2 separate regions of the Mus musculus genome follow, and region 2 is linked to region 1. The links are chromatin contacts, called in public ChIA-PET maps. All regions are on one chromosome and are shown on one strand. Each heading gives the region's core, a stretch centred on a gene start, on an enhancer-like site or on the middle of the called end of the contact. The rest is flanking DNA. Distances are from core to core; before and after follow the strand shown.

Region 1 (5,149 bases), core at 705-3,204:
GTCAGAGTTGTTGTTATTTAGTAATCTTTGCCCTCTGGTTCTGAAAACTCACTCTACTTCTTAAAGCAATCTACAGTGTGTCAATTCTTATTTTCCATTATTAGCCTTGGCTCATAGCATGCTGGAAGTATATCCTGTGTCAACAATCCGTAAAAAGGCATTTAATCACATAATCATGAAACTTAAAAAGCAACAACAACAACAACAAGATCCACATTCATGGATGAGAGCAGAACCATAATTCGAGCCATCCAAGCCTCAGTCTGGGTCTCCAGAACCCAAAACACTACTGTGAACCAAGTCCACGGTGTCAGGCTGAGGGCGGGAGTCCTGCTGTGCTGACGGGCCTATCTACTGACTCCTGCTACATCCAGCACCACTGTTTTAGAAAATGGGGATGATAAATTCAGAGGTGTAAGTAGTTAGGAACAGGGGGGCTTCAGAAGTCTGGGCTTCCGAGACTCCTCAGGGCCGACAGGAAACAGGACGAAGGGGACCATAGATTAGGATACTGTGATTAAAGGCGCATGAAGGCAACCAAGTGCTTTTCCCATAAATAAAGAGCTAAAGTTTTATGCACAGGAACTATGATGGAAAACAACCACAGCCTGAAAACCAGGCAAGAGGCCGATAACAGCATTTTGATCCTAAGCGATTTATTCTGGAAGCATCAATAAGGTACTCATAGGTTTAAAAACTTTCTGAAATGTCTACTTAAAAAAATCAGCAGATCAACACTTACCTTGTTATGTGAGTCAACTTTCCATACTATTACAAATACACCGAGCTACCAAACTATAAAGAGAAATGGTTTCTCTGGCTCAGTTGTCACAGGCAGTCATTATTTTCAGGCCCATGGCAGGGCACTTCATGACAGACTAGGAATGACAGTGCAGATTCACTTCATAGAGCCAACAAGCAAACACAAGAGAAGGGGCCAGAGTCTCACTACTTCCTTCGGGGACATACCCCAGTGACCTGAGGACCTTCACCAGGCTGTACCTGGTTCCACCATCTCCCAATTGTGCTCCAATCAAGACCAAGCCTTTACTACACGGGCCTTTCTCCGGGTGACACTTCAGGTCCAGGGCACTTTTTTTTTTCATGTTGTGTATGTGTGTGTGCATGGGTGTGTAGGTATGCAGCTCTATCCATGTGACACCTGACTTTAGGACAGAAGAAACAATACGATGTGTCTGTTGCTGAAAGGGAAACGGATTACTGAGACGCTCACATGGGAAGACCGCACCGCACCGCACAGCACTCGTCTCTTCAGTCTGAATCAGTTTACATCCGTGGCCCAGTACTTCCCTCAGCAGAGAACAAGCCCTTAAAGAGGAGGCAAAGTGACTGACTCCGAACCTACAAACTGCTTGTGTCTTCAGGTACTAATCAGCTGTTTGAAAAACAACATTTCCCCCAGGAAAAACTGCAAGAGGAGTGGGCTCCAGGTGGACTTGTGACATTCACACAGCGTTAACTTCTGACGGTAAGCAACGGCATCAAAGCCACCAATGTTCTTTAAGGGAAACTTAGTGAGCGTCAAGTGAAAACAAACCTCACTCCCGTTCTGTGATCCTAAGAACCAAAACCCCATCTGCCCTCCCTGGCTAGGAAACAACCGTGTCCTCAAGCAGCTAACGCATACTTAACATTGCATACACTAACCATTGAGGGGTATTTATGACCCGTCTCTGTCTCTCCCTCCTGTGTGCATGCATGTGTGTGTGTGCGTGTGTGTGTGCGTGTGTGTGTGTGTGTGTGCGTGTGTGTGTGTGTGTGTGTGTGTGTGTAAGGGAAAATGGGTAAGATTGGAGTTTGCTGAAGTAACCAATTTCTATGGTTTATAGACAAAGGCAAAAACTGACTGAATTAGTGTTCTGTCCTTAGAGTGTAAAAGGTGATCCAGTAAAACCACTGCACGCTTGTTCCACGGTAGCATTACGTCATAGACTCTGTTCTGTCAGCGTTCTCGAGTCAATGCTATTGAATTCTTTCAATATTTGTAGAGATCCTCTCTGCCTGCATCTCCTAACTCAGGTTCTTCATAGGAACCACTAAACACACATGACCAGAGTGAGGGCCTCTTAGCTCCTCGAGGACAGCACAGGCCCAGCACTTTCTAGATGCACCGGTGAGAAATGCTTAGTACCTGTAAATAGGTGCCTTGTGTGCCCCAGAAAGCTAGTTAGAAAATGGTGTTAAATTGACCAGTCACTGTAACTCTGGGGCAACAGTGTCCAATTCGTTCAGTCTCACAAACTGAAAACGTATACAAGCAGGAGATAAAATTCTGAGAGATTGTTTTCTTGTGCCTCACACGGCCCAAAGAATAGTAAACGTAGCCACTTGAAAGGCAAACCACAACGGAAATTGTTAGGGAACGCCTAAAAACATTTCTGAAAAAGATAAAATGCCTACAATCTCTTATATATGACTATATGGAGATAGAGTAGTTTCCTATGTGTGATTTTTGGTCATTATAAAGCACAAATAATTGGAATCAATTATAGTTTGCCAAAGTTGGCGTCCTGGTCAAATCATGAACATCTGAAGAGTGACTTGTCAGTCGCTTTATAGAATGCCACCTGCAGAGCTTGTTTTCGTCATGCATGGCCTTCTAGCTCTTACCTCTAATCACACCCGGTGCTTGTCATTGCTCAACCCTCTAAATCTGCCTTGAAAATGAGTATTTCCCTCAGTATGATAAAAAATAAATGTATTATTTAAAACTTCTTATACAAAACAGGAGGACATTCTTTTATGTACATCTACATGACTGTTTTTGTTTTTCATAAGTACAAAATACAAGAAGGATGAGGACTGGAAGACTTCACAAACAGATAATAGTAATAAAGAAGTCTAGGAGGCTTCAGAAGCTGCCTGAGACAACGCGCACTGCTGTGTCCTCCCGGGTCCTCCCACCGAGCGTGGCGCTGGCTCCCTTTTATTCAAGTGGTGAACACAATCGCACTAAGTCAATGGGATCATTTAGAGCTTGCAGTGACACATCCAATTTCCTCCGCTTTCTACTTCCTTCCAATGCCAGCTTTCTCGTGGGAGGAGAAGGGGGCGACCCACTGTAAACTGCACCCGAGATCCATTTCCGGGAACTAATATTCTCTCTCTGCAGCTTCCACTCCGGCTCCTCACTGAGAAACAAAAGTCACCACAGTACAAACCAGTGTTGCCCAGAAATTCTCACTCCCCATTGCTTGGGGCCAGAAAATGTTGGGAGAAAACCAACTGTGGGAAGTGACCTCCACTGTCAAAGGGAAAACTGAGTCTGTCTAGATGAGAAAGGACAGAGCAGGTTTCCACAACACACTTTACCTGGACAATACGGCACAGAAAACATGGAGAGATTGGAAAGAAAAATGCTTTTTAGTTTTTCTTGCTGTATAACCCAGGCTGGTCTCAGAGTGGAAGTCTGCTCCCTCAGCCTCCCAGGTGCTAGGACCATGGCGCCTGTCACCATGCCCAGAGTCTACAGGCTCAATAATATACCAGAAGGTCAGTCTTGTGAGTGGAGTGGAACCCCATCTATGCCCCTACTGATGAGCATGGCGTTCCTTATAAAAGCACAGGTTTTACAGGAAAGGCAATACTGAGTTGGTACTTGAGATAAGGTTTAAGATTTCTCAGGTAGACTTATGGGAGATGGGGGCAGGGGGCTGGCTCCTCACTTTTCTTTCTACTTTTACCTCACTGTTCACTCCAATGCACACACACCTCCCAACCGTTTGAGTATCAGAGGCACATTCTTGGTCAATGAAGAGCTGAGCACTTGGCCTTTTTTGATCTGCCACCTCTATCGCTTTCTCTCTTTACTCCTGGTTTAGGTATCCATGTAGAGCACCCATCCTTTAGTCACTATACAATGCTCTTTTCTTCCACCTCACTGATTATAACTCAGACCTTAGATGTCAATTTTAAGCATATCACATCTATTTTTATTTTATGTGTATGAGTGCCCTACCTGCATACCTGCATGTAAGCACCTGAGTGTGTGTGTGTGTGTGTGTGTGTGTGTGTGTGTGTGCGCACGCGCATGTGTGTGCAGAGTATAATTTGTGCTGGCTAACAACTCCTAAGCAGGGGGCTCATCAGTTAATTTCCCTCTCTTATAATCCCTGCCTTGCTCCCTGTCACAGTAGCACTCATCTGGCAAGACTGCACATCTAGTAAACCCAATTCTTTTTACCACTGTATAACATTTACCAAGCAGCTAAGCAAGACACGAGGAAACACACACCCATATTAGTTGTTTTTATACTAAACTCATGACCACAAACCTCAAAGTGGGTCCTGGGTGCTGCCCGGCAATCATGCTTTCCACTTTACAGTGAAAGGCTCTGAAGGGGGTTGACTGCGGCTCTGCCCCCTCCCCCGACTGTCTCTCGATGCTCTTTGACCAGGTTTTCCTTCTCACCACCCTCCCCAGTGTCTGCTGTAAGTGACCAATCATCGAAGAGCATTTGCTGGGTTGTTCATTCCTTCCTGTTGGAGAGCTTTCTTTGGAGGGCCTCAAGTGTGTTCATGGCTCTCCTGTCTTGCTGCACCGTGCTGTGCGTGTCCTATTATCTCCTCTGATACCTATATGCTTTACTGACTCCCCAGTGGGGGTAAGGGATTGGCTATGTGATCAACCCAGCCCAGTAGGTACCACAGGGTTTGCTGAATGAATGACCTTCAGATACACTGTAGTTATTCACTGTCTCAAAGAGGTAAGATTTTAATAGCTGCATCATACATTTCAATAACTAATTGTATTATAATCAGATTGCCTCCATTTCTCAATATGTCAAGTATACGGAAACTAAAGGGTTTTGGGAATTGAACAGTAGGTCATAAGAATAAAAAGGAGTTGCACTTATGATAACTGACTGAGGCTGCTCAATGTACCATATTAAAAAGGGAGCTGCGGCTAAGCCAGTTTCTGCAGGACAGAGCCACAGACTATGGGATACTTCCAAGGAGAAGGAAGGAGTGGCGAGGTGGCACTGCGTCAGCTGACCGCTAGACTGTGACTTTATCCAGCTCTGTGTTAGCTGAGTGATGACAGTAATGCCGTATCTACACACCCACCGCCTACTGGGAACCTCCACATGAGTACATAACATAGCATCTGAGGCCAGCAGTGCGCAGA
Region 2 (4,908 bases), core at 2,137-4,636, 620 kb after region 1:
ATCTCTGTAAATGTTTAGCTCTGGCTTAGATGGACACTGTTTAAGATGTATGTGGCCTGGTGCTAGCTCACATTCACTATCTCTACACTGAGTCTGCATCTCAAAGACGCCCAGTAGTTATTCTTTACAACTTTAATCCTAAATTCTTATCTCTGATTGGAAATCTCTTGCTGCACCATCACCCCTCTCTGTCCCGCTATGGCGATGGGTGTGTTGGCATATCATGTACCTATCGTCGAAGCATTTGGAAAGCAAAGCATAAGAAACATTTGAGCTGTGCTGAAGAGCAGCCTAAGTAATGCAGCACAGCACCCTATCTCAAAAGCAAGCAAAAAGAAAACATGAAATAATTATTCTGGGCTGGTCAAGGTGGCACCCACCAGTAGTCTTAGTACTAGAGAAGCTAAGGGAAGACGGCCTCAAGTTTGGGGTTAGCCTGGGCTACACAGTGTAACCTGCCTCCTATCTAACCAAGCCAACAGATAAAACACAAGTACAGAAAAGAGGAGGGAAGAAAAGTACAGCTATCAAGTGAGTACAGTACATTTGCCAAATTCAATCTGCATCTTATAATACTAAGTATTTATATACAGATATCACACATACATTTCAAATACTTACAGGCTTAGGCTTCTCTCTTGAATTACATTTTTTCAAATGTTTTGCTAGTTGGTCTTCATACACTGTGCTAAATTTAAAGAGAAAATTTAAGAGTTAGAAAAATCGTAAATGAACCTTGTGAAACTTAACCGTTTCTAGTACATCACACAAACAAATATATACAAACACACACACATACACACACACACACACACACACACACACACACAAAGACTAATGCACTCACGCACCCCAAATGACAAAAACCCACTTATTTGACCTTATACTTAACTGTTTTGGATCTAAAGGACACAAGATTCTTTTCCGAGTATTTTCTTCCTAATAAATTAAAACGGATACATTTATTTAAATGTCAAGTTTATTACATTCAGATGTTAGATACACCCACAGTGTGTTTCTATTCCTAAAATAAGGTAAGAAAACTTAAAGGATACAATGAAAAATAAGCAAGATTAGGTCATGCCGCATAATAAGAGTCTTCATTGTAGCTCGCTTCTGTATGAATGAATAAGTACTGTTTTGGCTTGCTAATGTAATTTTGCATCAGAGATAACACCTCCTAAAAATGGGTACAGTAATTGTATGCACCATTAAGAAAAGATGTTAACCATGTACTTTGGATTAACTAACAACAATATTCATCATGTACAAAATGATCTTTTGAAATAAATATATACTGGGTATAAGTGGCTAAATTGAGCTGACTAAAATACTCATTACTTGCATCCTTGCTCTTTTTGAAAAGTGTTGCCCATTTAAATTGATTTTAAAATGCGTATTTGTCTAAAGGTGTTCAAATATGGGGAAATGATGGGCGTGGTGGAGCATGCTTTGAATATCAGCTCTCCAGAGGAAGGGCAGACAGAGCCAAAGGCCAGCCAGGGTGACCCTCAGACCCTCTCTCAGAATAGAGTACAGGAGAAAATACGCCAGGAACAACAAGGCATGGCTTTAACAATTTAGAATGGGTCATATTCACTAGCTTTGCAACTTTTCTAAATGCTAGTTACAGTCTTTTATGTTTTATGCATTTAATTATAGGCACTGGGAGAAAAGCAAGGGAAACAATGTTGGCAGGTCTGCCCCACAGATCCTATCAACCTGGATGCAACAGGATGGCCCAATTATTAAATCCAGAGGCCAGTGGTTAGGTGTGATTCTCAGCTCTTTCTATTAGCTGCTAACTCTATAATCCTGACTGCTTCATGTAAATAATAGTATAGACTTTCTATATTAAGTATAGACTTACTATATTATTAAGTAGAATAATAGTATGACTTGCTTCCTAAGGTTTGTGAAAATTGAATTTTTAAAAGCAAAATAACGTTTAGTACTAGCCCTACAGCCAAAGCTGACCAAGTATTTACTCTTAATTTTTCTCAATTGTTTATTTCAATTTATTTCAGAATGTTCATGAAGATACGCACACTGAATTTTAGAGAAAGTTAAGGAATTTTCAGTATTAAAAAAAACAACATTATTTCATGTATAGACTTTTAAATTAAATTCCAGTGTGATTCTTTGATGGAGACCAGCTAGTTGGGAGGCTAAGGCAGGAGAATTCCTGGGATCAGATGTTCAAGACCAATATGAGCAATTCAGCAAGATCCCCATCTCAAAAACAGAAAGTTGTCTTTCAAGGGAAATAGTACTCTAACTTTCAAAGCGTAATCACAGAACACACACACACACACACACACACACACACACACATTTTTAAAATCTATTGTTTGAGTTTAGAAACAGTGTATAGCAGGTTAGTAAAATGTTTTCTTTTTTGGTGTAGAGGGTAATGAGGCTTCCTGTGACTTTAGACTTAACTCTCCAGGAAAACACCTTATGAACTTGTAATTATTATTCTGGGACGGAGAAGGAAAAATAAACGTAAAATAACAAACTTCAAAGTTGAAAGCAAAGTTTTTTGTTTTGTTTTGTTTTGTTTTTTTCTTTTTTTTGTCTCTCAACAGACATTAATGTCATAAGACATTTTGGTTGTAAGTGCAAAAGTATTAGTGGCTCCTAATGTATAAAGAACAGGCAAATTACTAATCTACAAGTCTAAACAAACAAACAAAAATTGTTTCTAAGTTTCTTCCCCATGCATTCACAAGTGGTTATCGTTCAAAAACAATAACTATAATTAATTAGAACCCAGTTAATAAAACCTAGTGATCTTTTTCAAGCACTCCTTTATAAAAATAATCACTTCCCCTGAGGATGGGGGACTAGCGGAAGGAAGGATGAGTGTAAGGGTCTCTGAGACAGCAGAGGGAGCTTTTAGTACAAGAAAGCAATGCTCCTCGGGGGCTCCTCGCGGCTCCGAGCGGTGGGCAGAACTGCATTTACTTAAATCCATGGGACGGAAGCAGGAACCTGTCAAAGGGGCGAGACTGGGGTCCAGCACCCACAGACCCGCGACTCCCAGGAAGGGAGGGCGATAGCTGACCTCGGCGGAGCCAGCGTGTTCGCCACAGAACCTTTTCCCCGCGGCCGCCACCATCCTGCAGAAGCGCTTCTTCTTTTCTACGAAGTAGTTGCATCTGCCGTCGATGGGAAATCCGATCGAGGGCGAAGTCGCCGCCGGAGCCTCCATAACGCTGGGTCCTTTTGAAAGCCTGGCTCAGCCCAAAGTTGTCAGTCCCCTTTGGTCCCACTTCCCTTAACAAACGTGGCCGCCTGAGGGGGGTGGGTCCACGGAAATGACGCATCAGCCCGGCTCGGTCGGTGCCCGAACCGGAAAAAGGTGACGGTGGCTGACGAGGTCCAAAGCTCCTTCGTTCCCTCTGTTTATCGTTTCCCTCCTCCTCCGCGGGAGCTGAGCGCCAAACTCAAACTCATCGGGACCGGCTCTTCTTTGCAGCCGGGACCGAAGGCCGGGCCTACTGGGCTTCTTCACCCTCCCGTCGGGGCAGCGGTCCGACATGAGTCAAGTTCTGTTCCAGCAGCTTGTTCCCTTGCTAGTGAAATGCAAAGACTGCGAGGAGAGGTGAGCTCCCGGAGCCGGCGGGTGGCGGTTGGGGTCGCGCCAATGGGGAAGATGGCGGCTGGGTTCCGTGGGGATCGGTCGGTCCGCGGGTGTCGGACTGTCACACCGGGAATCGGGAAGGGACCCTGCGGACTTAATGGATACCTTTGTTTGTGGCCGGGCCGGCCGTTGCGGAGGGGACGCGAGGAAAGGGAATGAGGAAATGGCAAGCCGACTCCTTCACGTCCGTGTTCTGGCCCTCAGCGGGACAGAGCCCAGCCTGTCCTTTCTGGGTGGCAACTCTGATTCTCCCTGTCATTTCCACAAAAGCTTCACGGTGACTTCAGGGAGCTGTCCGCACTAGGATTCAGGTCGCCCGGCCCTTCACTCATGCTCTCCTTTGAAGAACACTGGGGGTGAAGCTTTAGAACTCCATCTAAAAACAAAACAAAACGTTCAGTGACATATTTCGGTTCATCCGCACGTCAGTTTCAATCATTTAACCAACTCCCAAAACTGGAAAAATCAGGAATTCTGTACATTCAAAACATAAGTCAACCCGTAAAGCCCTTCGTCGGACCCCTGGGGATACCTTGATCTTCACAGAGTTTACACTAGGGTATCTTATCGCACAGATGAATGCAAACTTGCCACACTAACCACAGGCGATCTGATTTTTCCCTCTTTTACTAATAACTTTTTAGTTGTTAGTTTCTGTGAACATTACATTTTCTCATTTGCTAAATTGATTTAATATGTCTAGCTGTTCATTTGATTGCAATGAAGACCAGGTGTGAAAATGTTTGTAGAAACTAAACGGTGAAAAAAATGTTGAATTAAAAAACAACAAAAACAAAAAGAAGACACTGATGTATTGAGTCGCTGGACTGTTAAACTGTGGTATGCGATTTAAAATTAGGTCCAGAATCAACCAGCAAAGCAGTCAGAAAAATGGACTTAAAACATCAGCCGTATATAGGAATCTGTAGGTTATTTAATTGTCTTATTGTTTGTTTGATTTTGACAGTTGAAGTGGTGCCCTCACTTAGCATGCTCTACCACTGATGTGTAACCCCCACCCCACCCCAGCCTCTCATTGGTGATTATTTTGTGATGTTTAATATATAGACATGTAGTTATTGAATTCGGGCTAATCCAAACTGATGTCTGTAAGTATAAAATTCATAGATTTTGAAGACCTGCTAGTAACAGAAATGTAAAAAGTCTCAATTTTATGTTGATTATCTGTTGCGGCTTTATTTAGGGTATATTGGGGTCAAATGTATTCAAATTAATTTTTACTTTGAGAGTTATTTTTTTTA

Evidence for each region. ChIA-PET counts read pairs in DNA pulled down with a chosen protein or histone mark.
Region 2: a contact with region 1 is called in an RNA polymerase II ChIA-PET map of memory CD8 T cells, with 23 read pairs. The contact joins the promoter of Sass6 here to the enhancer-like site in region 1. A contact is called at or near these places in 4 of 39 promoter capture datasets (cranial neural crest, liver and second pharyngeal arch cranial neural crest), 1 of 484 Hi-C or Micro-C datasets (B cells), 2 of 115 datasets of contacts at active chromatin or transcription factors (bone marrow-derived macrophages and memory CD8 T cells) and 1 of 9 other capture datasets (adipose tissue).

What each region holds. Positions count from the first base shown.
Region 1 is chr3:115,970,092-115,975,240 of GRCm38.p6, forward strand. The region is part of intron 8 of Slc30a7 (solute carrier family 30 (zinc transporter), member 7); the gene reads right to left. Among named protein-coding and RNA genes, the nearest start is that of Mir669n, 7.2 kb to the right of the region's middle. Within about 2 kb of position 1,955, at least 23 of the 459 cell types and tissues checked have an H3K27ac peak or open chromatin away from gene starts, as enhancers often do. A contact at or near this core is called in memory CD8 T cells, where this site is marked.
Region 2 is chr3:116,591,572-116,596,479 of GRCm38.p6, forward strand. It overlaps Sass6 (SAS-6 centriolar assembly protein), which reads left to right and starts at 3,387. Exons shown (of 17, transcript NM_028349.3): 1 at 3,387-3,607. The coding sequence starts at 3,543. It overlaps Trmt13 (tRNA methyltransferase 13), which reads right to left. Exons shown (of 12, transcript NM_030016.3): 2 at 3,068-4,022; 3 at 893-939; 4 at 622-688. The coding sequence starts at 3,214.